2 separate regions of the Muntiacus reevesi genome follow, and region 1 is linked to region 2. The links are chromatin contacts, called in public Hi-C maps. All regions are on one chromosome and are shown on one strand. The core of a region is the stretch at or near the end of the contact, and the rest is flanking DNA. Distances in the headings are between cores, read along the strand shown. Region 1 holds the start of AASDHPPT (aminoadipate-semialdehyde dehydrogenase-phosphopantetheinyl transferase). Region 2 holds the start of MSANTD4 (Myb/SANT DNA binding domain containing 4 with coiled-coils).

Region 1 (4,470 bases), core at 1,875-4,374, 190 kb before region 2:
TTGAAGGTACACAAAGGCTACCCTAAAATAAGACTGAACTGGAAGCTAACCAATAAATAAGTTATCTGTGCAGAAATGCAGGTGGGCACAACATTATCACAAATATTCCGGTCCAAGGGAAACACAAGCAAAGAACCTATGGTGGATGCAGTGTGGAGATTAAGAAATTGCGCAATGAAATTAGGAAGATTTGGCTGTCTTATTTTAACAGCTTTCTTCTTATCCTGTTACTTATCTTCTGAAAAGTCCCACTCAACATATAATATACATAAAGCACTGAGTAAAATGTCTTGGCACACAGTAAGTGCTCACTAATGTTAGTGATGATGAAAATTACAGAGGAGTTGAGAGACCCTACGTTCTATTAAAATTACTTTATAGTCAACCACACAATAAATGTCAGCAGTTCCGACAGTCATCAGCTGCAAATTTCTAAGGCAAAATATAAACATTTTAGTAACTGTTTGCTCTTTCTTTTTGTTTTCTATAAATGTGCTACAAAGAACTGTATTTAGATATAATACAAATACATGTTATCTCTGCTTAGGGATTATAATACACCTAACTATTGAGATTATTAGCTTTTAAACAAGTTAATTAGTGTTAGTCACTCAGTCATGTTTGACTCTTTGTGACCCCATGGGCTGTAGCCCACCAGGCTCCTCTATCCACAGAATTTTCCAGACAAGAACACTTAAGTGGGTAACCATTTCTCCAGGGGATCTTCTTGACCCAGGGATATTGAACCCGAGTCTCCTGCATTGCAGGCGGATTCTTTACCGTCTGAGCCACCAGGAAAGCCCACCAGTTTGATCTTCCCGACAAAGGGATAGAACCGGGGTCTCCCCTGGTGGCTCAGAAGGTAAGAGATTAGCCTGCAATGCAGGAGACTTGGGTTCAATCCTGGGTTAGGAAGATCCCCTGGAGGAGGGTACGGGAACCCACTCAAGTCTTCTTCCCTGGAGAATTCCATGGACAGAGGAGCCTTTCGGGCTACAGTTTCTGGGGTTGTAAACAGTCGGACACAACTGAGCAACTAAGCACAGTACAACAACTAAGACCAGACATTTAATAACTCATGTATTACAAAAATGCAACATTACCTGGAAAACTAGTCTTCATTATATCAATTCCAACTTGTAGCTCAGATTCTGCAGCAAGTACAGCATAGTCTCCTTGATGAGAGATGTTAAAGTTGAAATTGGGGTAAGGATTCAGTGAGTCTTTGGCAAGAACTGGTTTTCCTTTTGCAGTTCTTTGCAAACGAATATTATTCCAAGGTATATTCAATTTCTCTGCAACTAATTTCCTCATCATCAGACGACCAGCCTGTTAATAAAACATTTGGTAAGTACTGCTGTCTATACTAAAAATTCAAATAAAACTGCCTATAACATACAAAGTCTATTTTTGTGCTTTCTAAAATACTCACTTCTTAAAGTTTTTAAACTACCTAAAGTATTAAATATCCTGCATTAAGATTTAAGAAATGCTTATGAAGACAGAAAGGTCAAAGTCCCTCTTTAGCAATTCCATCCGTTCCATCAACAAGTTACCAATGTTGACATGAATTCATCCTTCATCTTTTCTCTAAGTATCCAAATATATGCTCATTTGCATTTGCTATCCATCCATTTATTTGAAATCCCACTATATGTACTATTCTACCATGTACGAACTTTTTCATTTCTAAGTGTTGGAGATTATTTTATGTCTCTTATGTTTATGCACATAACCACTGGCCTGTGCATCTTTATATGTAGCATAATATTTCATAGTATCAAGGTACCACAACTTGACTATCCCCCTATTACTGGATATTTTAGGCTGGCTCTGGTTTTGCTATTATATACAAAAGAATTCCCCAGTGGGCAATCCTGTTGTACTTACATCTTTGTGCACATGTGCAAGTGTTTCTAGATCATATGTACTTATTACGTGCCTCCACAGTTAGCAAGGCATAACCTATCTTTTTTCACATATATCCTATTCCACTCTCTGATTAAGGTCTAAAATCACAAAAAATACCCGAGTACATAAGAAAACAAGGTAGATAACATTTTGCAAAATCTTTCAAGTTTTTTTTTCCTTCAGTTCTAACACTGACTTTTAAATACTGCAACACTTCGAATTTCACGAAAATATTCACTAGTGTCCCTTCAAAATTAATTAGTCTACATTTCAAACGAAAAAGTCCTTTGACAGAGGGACATTTTCAGGATAATGACAGTCTTTGACGAGATGGCACTCAAAAGCTGTGCCATACTGCGATATATAGACATCATTTTGAAATCCAACCTTCCATTTGTTGCTAAATATATATACGTAAAATAAACAATTATATTCAAAAAAGTGTTTTCAGAGCTAAATATTTAGTTTAAAAGGTATGCCTAAGACCGCATCCTTCCTTGGCTTCGGTTTCATCGGTAAAAGGAGGCTAGACTCTTCCAGTTCTATGGTGTGCATGGCTAAATTAAGTGATACTGTCAATATTTTTTAGGGCCTACCACGTGCACGGTGCAAAGGGAGACCGGTGGGATATTTAACAGGCTGACTGTGCTATGAGCCCAAGCAAGGAAATGAAAAAAAATGTGATTAACACTTAAAAACAAGGAAAATCCTATTGACAGACCTCTGCAACAGCTATTTTAGGCTTTAGCAGGACCTTTCTTTTCAAAAGCAACGGGGGAGGGGCTGATTTTTTGTGCGGACGAGGCGACGACAAAACCGGCGGAGACTAGGCCGGGCACACCCCGCAGTAGCCCTGGGCGGCCGCACGCGGGCGCCGAGGCTCGCGTGTGGGGTCTCTACTGCGCGCCCCACCACCCCGACGGCTGCTCCCCGACCCGAAGCGCGAAAGACCCGCGATACCAGGGCGGCCTTAGCGTCCCGGGCGAAGACGAACTGGCCGATGCGCTCCTTCTCCTCGGGCTGGATCGATCGCAACGCTAGCAGCCATTCGGCGCGGCTGGGCAGCCACGTGCCGCAGGGAAAGGCCCAGCGCACGCCCTCCATCGCCGGCAGCACGCAGAGTCGCCGGGCGAGAACCATCCACCCGAGGGCCTAGCCGCCGCCCGGGGCTCGATGGCGCGGACGCGGGCGGAGCCCCTCCCAGCTCCCCCGGCGCCGCGCGGGGGGGCGGGGGCGCCGCGTGCGTGGACGGGGCGCCGCGTGCGTCCTCCCGCGCGGGGGCGGGGCGTCTCGTGTGTGGGCGGGGCGCCGTGCGCGTCCGCGGGACGTGGCTCACCCGCGGCCCTCAATGCGCGTCACCCGCGCGGCCGCCGCCTTCTCGGGAGCAGAAGCCGAGGCCCTGCTCTGCGCTCTGCGTCCTCGGCGCTCTGCGGCAGCGCGTGACCGCGCGCGGGGCGGGGCCTCGGGGGCGCGAGGGGCGGGACGGAGGCGCGGCGCTTACCGGCCGGCGCTCAGACTTGAAGAGGCAGCGCGACAGCGGCGGGAGCCAATCGCAGCCAGGCCTCGGGAGCGGAGAGGCCGGGCTGGAGACTTCGGAGACCGCGGTGCAGGTGGGTGACCGCGGGGCGCCGGGGGAGCGTGGGGGGCCTGCCTCGTTCCCGGGCCAGGTCCGGCCCCGTCGTCCGCAGAGCAGAGGGCTCTCTGGCCTCGGCCGCCCGTGCCGCTCCTCGTGCGTCGTGGCGGGGGGCTTCCGTGACAGAGGGCGTCGCGCGGCGCCTCAGGAGTTATTTCCCGGGCCCCGGGTTGCCTCCCCCAACACCCGACCCCGGAGGCCTGAGCGCCCCAATGCCCTTCCTGGCCTGTGCCCGCCCCGGCCCGGAGCCCTGCCTCACTCCCGGAGCGGCGCGGCCCCCGCCTGAAGCCGAGGCTGGGGGCGAGCCGCGGAGCCGTGCCGAGGCCGTCCAGGGAGCCAGGGGCTGTTTTTGCGGTTGCCAAGCCCGGGACGGAGCCCTGGGGAGAAAAGTGAGGATTCTGTTGTTGAGGTGCCGGTGTTTCCGTTGTTATTACGGGTCCTGGCTCTGAAAGCAACGGAACCAAGTTAAATAGTTTCAGGAACCCTTCATAGTTGCTCTGCGCCTTTGCTCAGTTGTTTACGATCAAAAGATCTTGCGGGTTTGGGGCCAGGGAACAGTTGAGATCTATAGATGAATATAAATGCCCATCTTTGAGGTAGATTAAATGCCACGCTGTGTGATTCAGCCAATTCCCTTCCTTTGGCTGCCAGAGAGTATTAACTAAAGGCCAGTAGTAGTACTGAACAGTTACCTGCGGCTTACTTCCGTCTTCTTTAAGATGGGTTCTATTCTGTTTTCATTTATATTTGTTTCTGTTAACTTTTCGTGATATCAACACTCTCCAATCATTTGCAACTAAATGGGATCTTGAACACAAACACAAATCCTCAAAGGGCTGTAATATTAATTACTCGCTTCACATACCATTTTAGCTAATTCTAAAAACGTGTCAGGTGCTACAGTCTGGCAGAGAAGATGAAGCATA
Region 2 (4,751 bases), core at 483-2,982:
AAGACCTACCCATCTGGAATATGTGATAAGAGCTGTCAGAGGAAAGCATTCTAAAGTAGGGTTGGCAGATTTACCAAATAAAAATACAGGATGTCAAATATTACATAGGATACAGTTATACTAAAAATTATTTGTTACATATCTGAACTACAAATTTAGTTGAGTATCCTGTCTTTTATCTGGTAAACATACATTAGAGGGACAACTTGTAAGTGGAGAGAGGGCGAATGGAGGGAAAGGAAGGCTTACTTGGAAAATAATTTCTAAAACAAATTCTGGGCATAGCAGGGAATAGGCACGGAGAAATCATTCTGGGTAGAAACAAAGCAATGCAAACTAAAAGCCTCAAGGCCACTGTTAAGTCCAGGAACTGAAAGAAGTCAAAGTAATTGGGGTAAGGAAGAAGGTAAATGAAAGAGGGGTAATGTTGATGAAAGATGAAGCCTGAGAAAAAAATAGAAGACACTTTTGTAAAGAGTTTGTACTTTATCACGAGTATGGTTCCACTAGAGACCTGTAAGCAGCTTGTCTTAGCTACAGTACGAAGAATAGACTACAGTCTTCTTGACGGTATGATTGACAGCCCAGTAAGGATGCTACTGCTGTAACTGAGGCTTTCAATGGAAGCCTGAACAAAGGCAATGAAAGACAGACCCATTAGTAACACCAGAACTAGAACTTGAGATGGCAGCTAAAGCCTCAGCAATTGCAAAGGGGATAGAGAAGAGAACTGAGAGGGAGGAAAACCAGGGGAAGCATTATGGAAATCAAATGAAGAAAGGTCAACAAGTCAAATATTTAATTTTATTTACTTTTTTTGAGTTTTTAAAAAATTTTTTTCATTTATTTTTATTAGTTGGAGGCTAATTACTTTACAATACTGTAGTGGTTTTTGCCATACATTGACATGAATCAGCCATGGATTTACATGTGTTCCCCATCCCATCCCTCTGGGTCTTCCCAGTGCAGCGGCCCTGAGCACTTGTCTCAAGCATGCAACCTGGGCTGGTGATCTCTTTCACACTTGATACTATACTTGTTTTAACGCTATTCTCTCAGAACATCCCACCCTCGCCTTCTACCACAGAGTCCAAAAGTCTGTTCTATGTCTCTTTTTCTGTTTTGCATATAGGGTTATCGTTACCGTCTTTTTAAATTCCATATATATGCGTTAGTAAGTCAAATATTTTATGAGGAGGTAAGATAAGCGCTGAGGAGTGATGACTAGATTTAGCTGCAAGGAAATCACAAGTGACCTTTGGCGGGGTTTTAGAGGGAATGACTGAGGCAAAATTAGGTCACCGTTGGCTGAGCAAAAGGTGATGCAGAGTTCGGAACCAGCTGGGAAATGCGAGGGTTCCACTTCCTCTTTGCCCTTTTAACAGGTTTGGGTCAAGGACAGGAACGGTTTGGAGATGAAGCTGACTGTGCTCCAATCGGGCAGAACGGCGCAGCGGGCGACCGCGAGGGGCCAATCCTTCACCACAGCGCTCTAGATTGACGGGTCCCGGCGCCAAGGAGCTCTGGCGGGAGGCCGAGTCACGGGGGGCGGAGTCAGGGCACTAACCCGGAACGGCTTGGGACGCGCTTTCCATTGTGAGGCCGGACCCGGGCGGGCCCTCAGCCAGAACGGCAGCGTCCTCCTGGCCAACGGGCGAGCCTCGATAGACGAGCGGCTGCCGCGGTAGCCAATGGCGTAGAGGTAGGGGCGGGCCGAGTCCGTGGGCGGGGAATTGATAAAGCATCTCTGCTACCCCGCCCCACACACACCCCAGAGGCGACGGTGGTGAGGTGCCGCCCGACCTGCTGGTGAGCGGCGGTGCAGCGGAAGAGGCTGTGAGGGGGGCGGTGTCTCCGCGGACGGTAGGTGTCAGCGGGGCGGCGTCAGGCCGCGGTCACCCCGCCGCTGGCTTTGGACCTGGCTTCGCAACGTCGCGGACCACAACGCTCAGGAGAGATCCCAGTCGCCTCTGCAGCCTGACCTGGGAGGGTGGGGAGGGCTCAGGCCTCTGCAGCAAGGCTGGCAAAGTTTCCGGGCCCCTGTTAGGGCTCTGATTTGCGGAGCGAGCACTTAATTCCAGGTTGCCCTGTAGCCTGTCAGGTGCAGCCGTGGCTGTGGCGGAGTCTGCGGCGCGCCCCCTCCTCCTGGCTGGCCTCCTGGGAACTCAGCCTTCCTGGATTCTCCCAAGGGGCTGTTCCAAAGAGAGAGGACGGGAGTGAGAGGTACTTTATTAATGTGATAACAGGGGACGCTTAAGTAAACTTTAGTCATTTACCTACCACAAGTTATAGGCAGGGAGTTGAATGTCTTCTAAGAGTATAGTGGCGACAGTAGGGCCCGGTGTTGTTGGGAGGTGGGAAGCCCACTTCAAAGAGGAATGGGGGAAGTTTGTAGATTTTGTGATGTTTTTCTTCTTGAACAATCTAATGAATTTACCTAAAAAAATTTTTTCGACTCAGAATTTATACCCAATTTTCCTTAGACCTCTTAATTCTGTCTTATCGTGCAGTCTTTAGGAACTTCATTCTCAAGTGTTAGTCCTTGGAAAAAAATTGCCCAGGTGTAATACGCATTTGGTGGTACACCATCTTCACAAGGATTATGTAAGTGAACTACTTACACCTATTTCCACCCAATAAAGAATGATTGTGAAATGGGATTTCAGGAAAATGGCTGTTCTCTGTGATTGGGCGTGGAAGAACTATGAATTTTTAGAGGTTGCAACTACTAAATTCCCTTTTGTAAAGATAGGGAAGACAACCAATATGAAAGGGATAGTATTTCACATCTAAAATGGCTTTTTAAAATATTTTGTGAGATATTTAGCTCCAGCACCAAGAATATGTGCCTGGCACATAGTAGGAGCTTGATATATTTGAGTACAATTATTGGGTAATGGATGATGAAAACCCAAACGGTTACATGAGTACAAAAATGTAAAGGAAAAGAGAGAAAAAAAATTCCTGGAAACATAGCTTAGTTTCTATTCACGCAAGCATAGCTACCAAATGTCAGCTCAAGGTTGCTTTGATTTGGGTACTTACTATCTTACATTAATCAGAAGGTGTCAAAGATTTTCACACAATTAAGCCATGGCTGACTGGAAGTATAAGATACATTTTGATATCAATTTCAGTGAGGTAGAAAATGTGTGTTAAAATGCAAATGCCTTTTGTCTAGAATTCCTCAGTGGTCTAGTGGTTAGGGTCTGTGCTTTCACTGCTGTGGCCCAGAATTCCCTGGTTGGGAAATTCCCACAAGCCATACCTGTCAGCCAAAAATTTTTTTAAAAAGTGCATTTTATCAGTGAACTAGTTCATCAGTTTGGCATAGAGCAAAGGGTTAGGAACATAGGTCAAAGACAAAGGGATACCACTTTTGTAGGATAGAGATACGGAGTTGCAAATTGTTGGGGGTGCACAGAATATGCAAATAATAGAAACTGCTGCCAAATTTTAGGAATATATTGACTCAGGCATAGTTTTAAGAGGATTGTTATTTCTATCATTACAAAATTGATCTCGCATTCTAAGAGCAACAAAATCTGATTACAGATTTTTGTCTAAATTAGGATTCTGTTGGCAACTGCAATTGTCGTTTATTATGCGCTTGTATTTTGTATGTTGTAGTTTGTGTAACAGTGGTTCCATATAAAAGGCATATTGCTTGAATTTTAAAAAAAATATGAATTTTCAGATATATTTGCCTCTTACAGTAAGTTTCTTAGCAAAGAGTAGGGCCTTTCAATCAACCTGACATTTGGCCCCAGCCTTGATTCCTGATACTTCTGCCATGTATTGCTGTCCGTTCAAATCAAATGCCAGTTCCTTCTGACAACTTTCCTTGATCCCACCAAAGATTACGCCTTCTTAACATCCAGGTTATTTTGTTAGTATTTCTCTTTGTGCACTTTTCTTACATTCACATTATTCATCGAGTAAAGACATATTCATTTACTGTGTTCAGACTATACTGCTGCTACTGCTAAGTCACTTCAGTCGTGTACGACTCTGTGCGACCCCATCCCTGGGATTCTCCAGGCAAGAACACTGGAGTGGGTTGCCATTTCCTCTCCAATGCATAAAAGTGAAAAGTGAATGTGAAGTCGCTCAGTCATGTCTGACTCTTCGCGACCCCATGGAGTGCAGCCTACCAGGCTCCTCCGTCCATGGGATTTTCCAGGCAAGAGTACTGGAGTGGGGTGCCATTGCCTTCTCCGCCAGACTATATTAGGAAGTGGATAATAGCTGATATTTATTAAGGGCTTATTATGTTTTAGATATTATAAGCTTTTTGTTTGGGTTGTTTCATTTACTCCTCAAAATATTGTAGTATTCTATTATTTTTCCCATTTATAAATTAGGAAATCAATTTAAAAGGTTAAGTAATGTATTCAGATTATAGAGCTTCTAAGTAGTGGAGTTAATATACAAGCCTTGGTAGTCTCTATTCAAAACTTTACGTTTATAGTCTCCATTATAAGTTTTTCATGTAAATTTTATGCATATATGTTTTAATAGATTATAGGTTATTTGTTAGAAACAGTATATTCATCTTTGATCCCTTATTGCTTCTAATGTAAAGTAAGTGATTATAACAGCCTGTTAGTGGAAGCATGTGACTAGGCCAACAAACAGCTATATGACCAAGATAAATGACTATATATGTGATCTCTAGAGCTGGTGAATGATGGTGGACAGAGTGAGTGAACTTGTCGTAGAGCATACATAGCATGTTCTGTCTAGAAATG

The links. Hi-C and Micro-C count contacts between places; a contact is called where the count stands out from the background.
Region 1: a Hi-C map of blood shows a contact between it and region 2, with 3 times the contacts expected there. The contact joins the promoter of AASDHPPT here to the promoter of MSANTD4 in region 2. A contact is called at or near these places in 2 of 3 Hi-C or Micro-C datasets (blood and muscle).

Annotation. Positions count from the first base shown.
Region 1 is chr9:88,415,758-88,420,227 of mMunRee1.1, reverse strand. AASDHPPT (aminoadipate-semialdehyde dehydrogenase-phosphopantetheinyl transferase) reads right to left here and starts at 3,124. Exons shown (of 6, transcript XM_065943796.1): 1 at 2,872-3,124; 2 at 1,104-1,329. The coding sequence starts at 3,051. KBTBD3 (kelch repeat and BTB domain containing 3) reads left to right here and starts at 3,392. Exons shown (of 3, transcript XM_065944204.1): 1 at 3,392-3,521.
Region 2 is chr9:88,224,521-88,229,271 of mMunRee1.1, reverse strand. MSANTD4 (Myb/SANT DNA binding domain containing 4 with coiled-coils) reads left to right here and starts at 1,732. Exons shown (of 3, transcript XM_065944413.1): 1 at 1,732-1,809.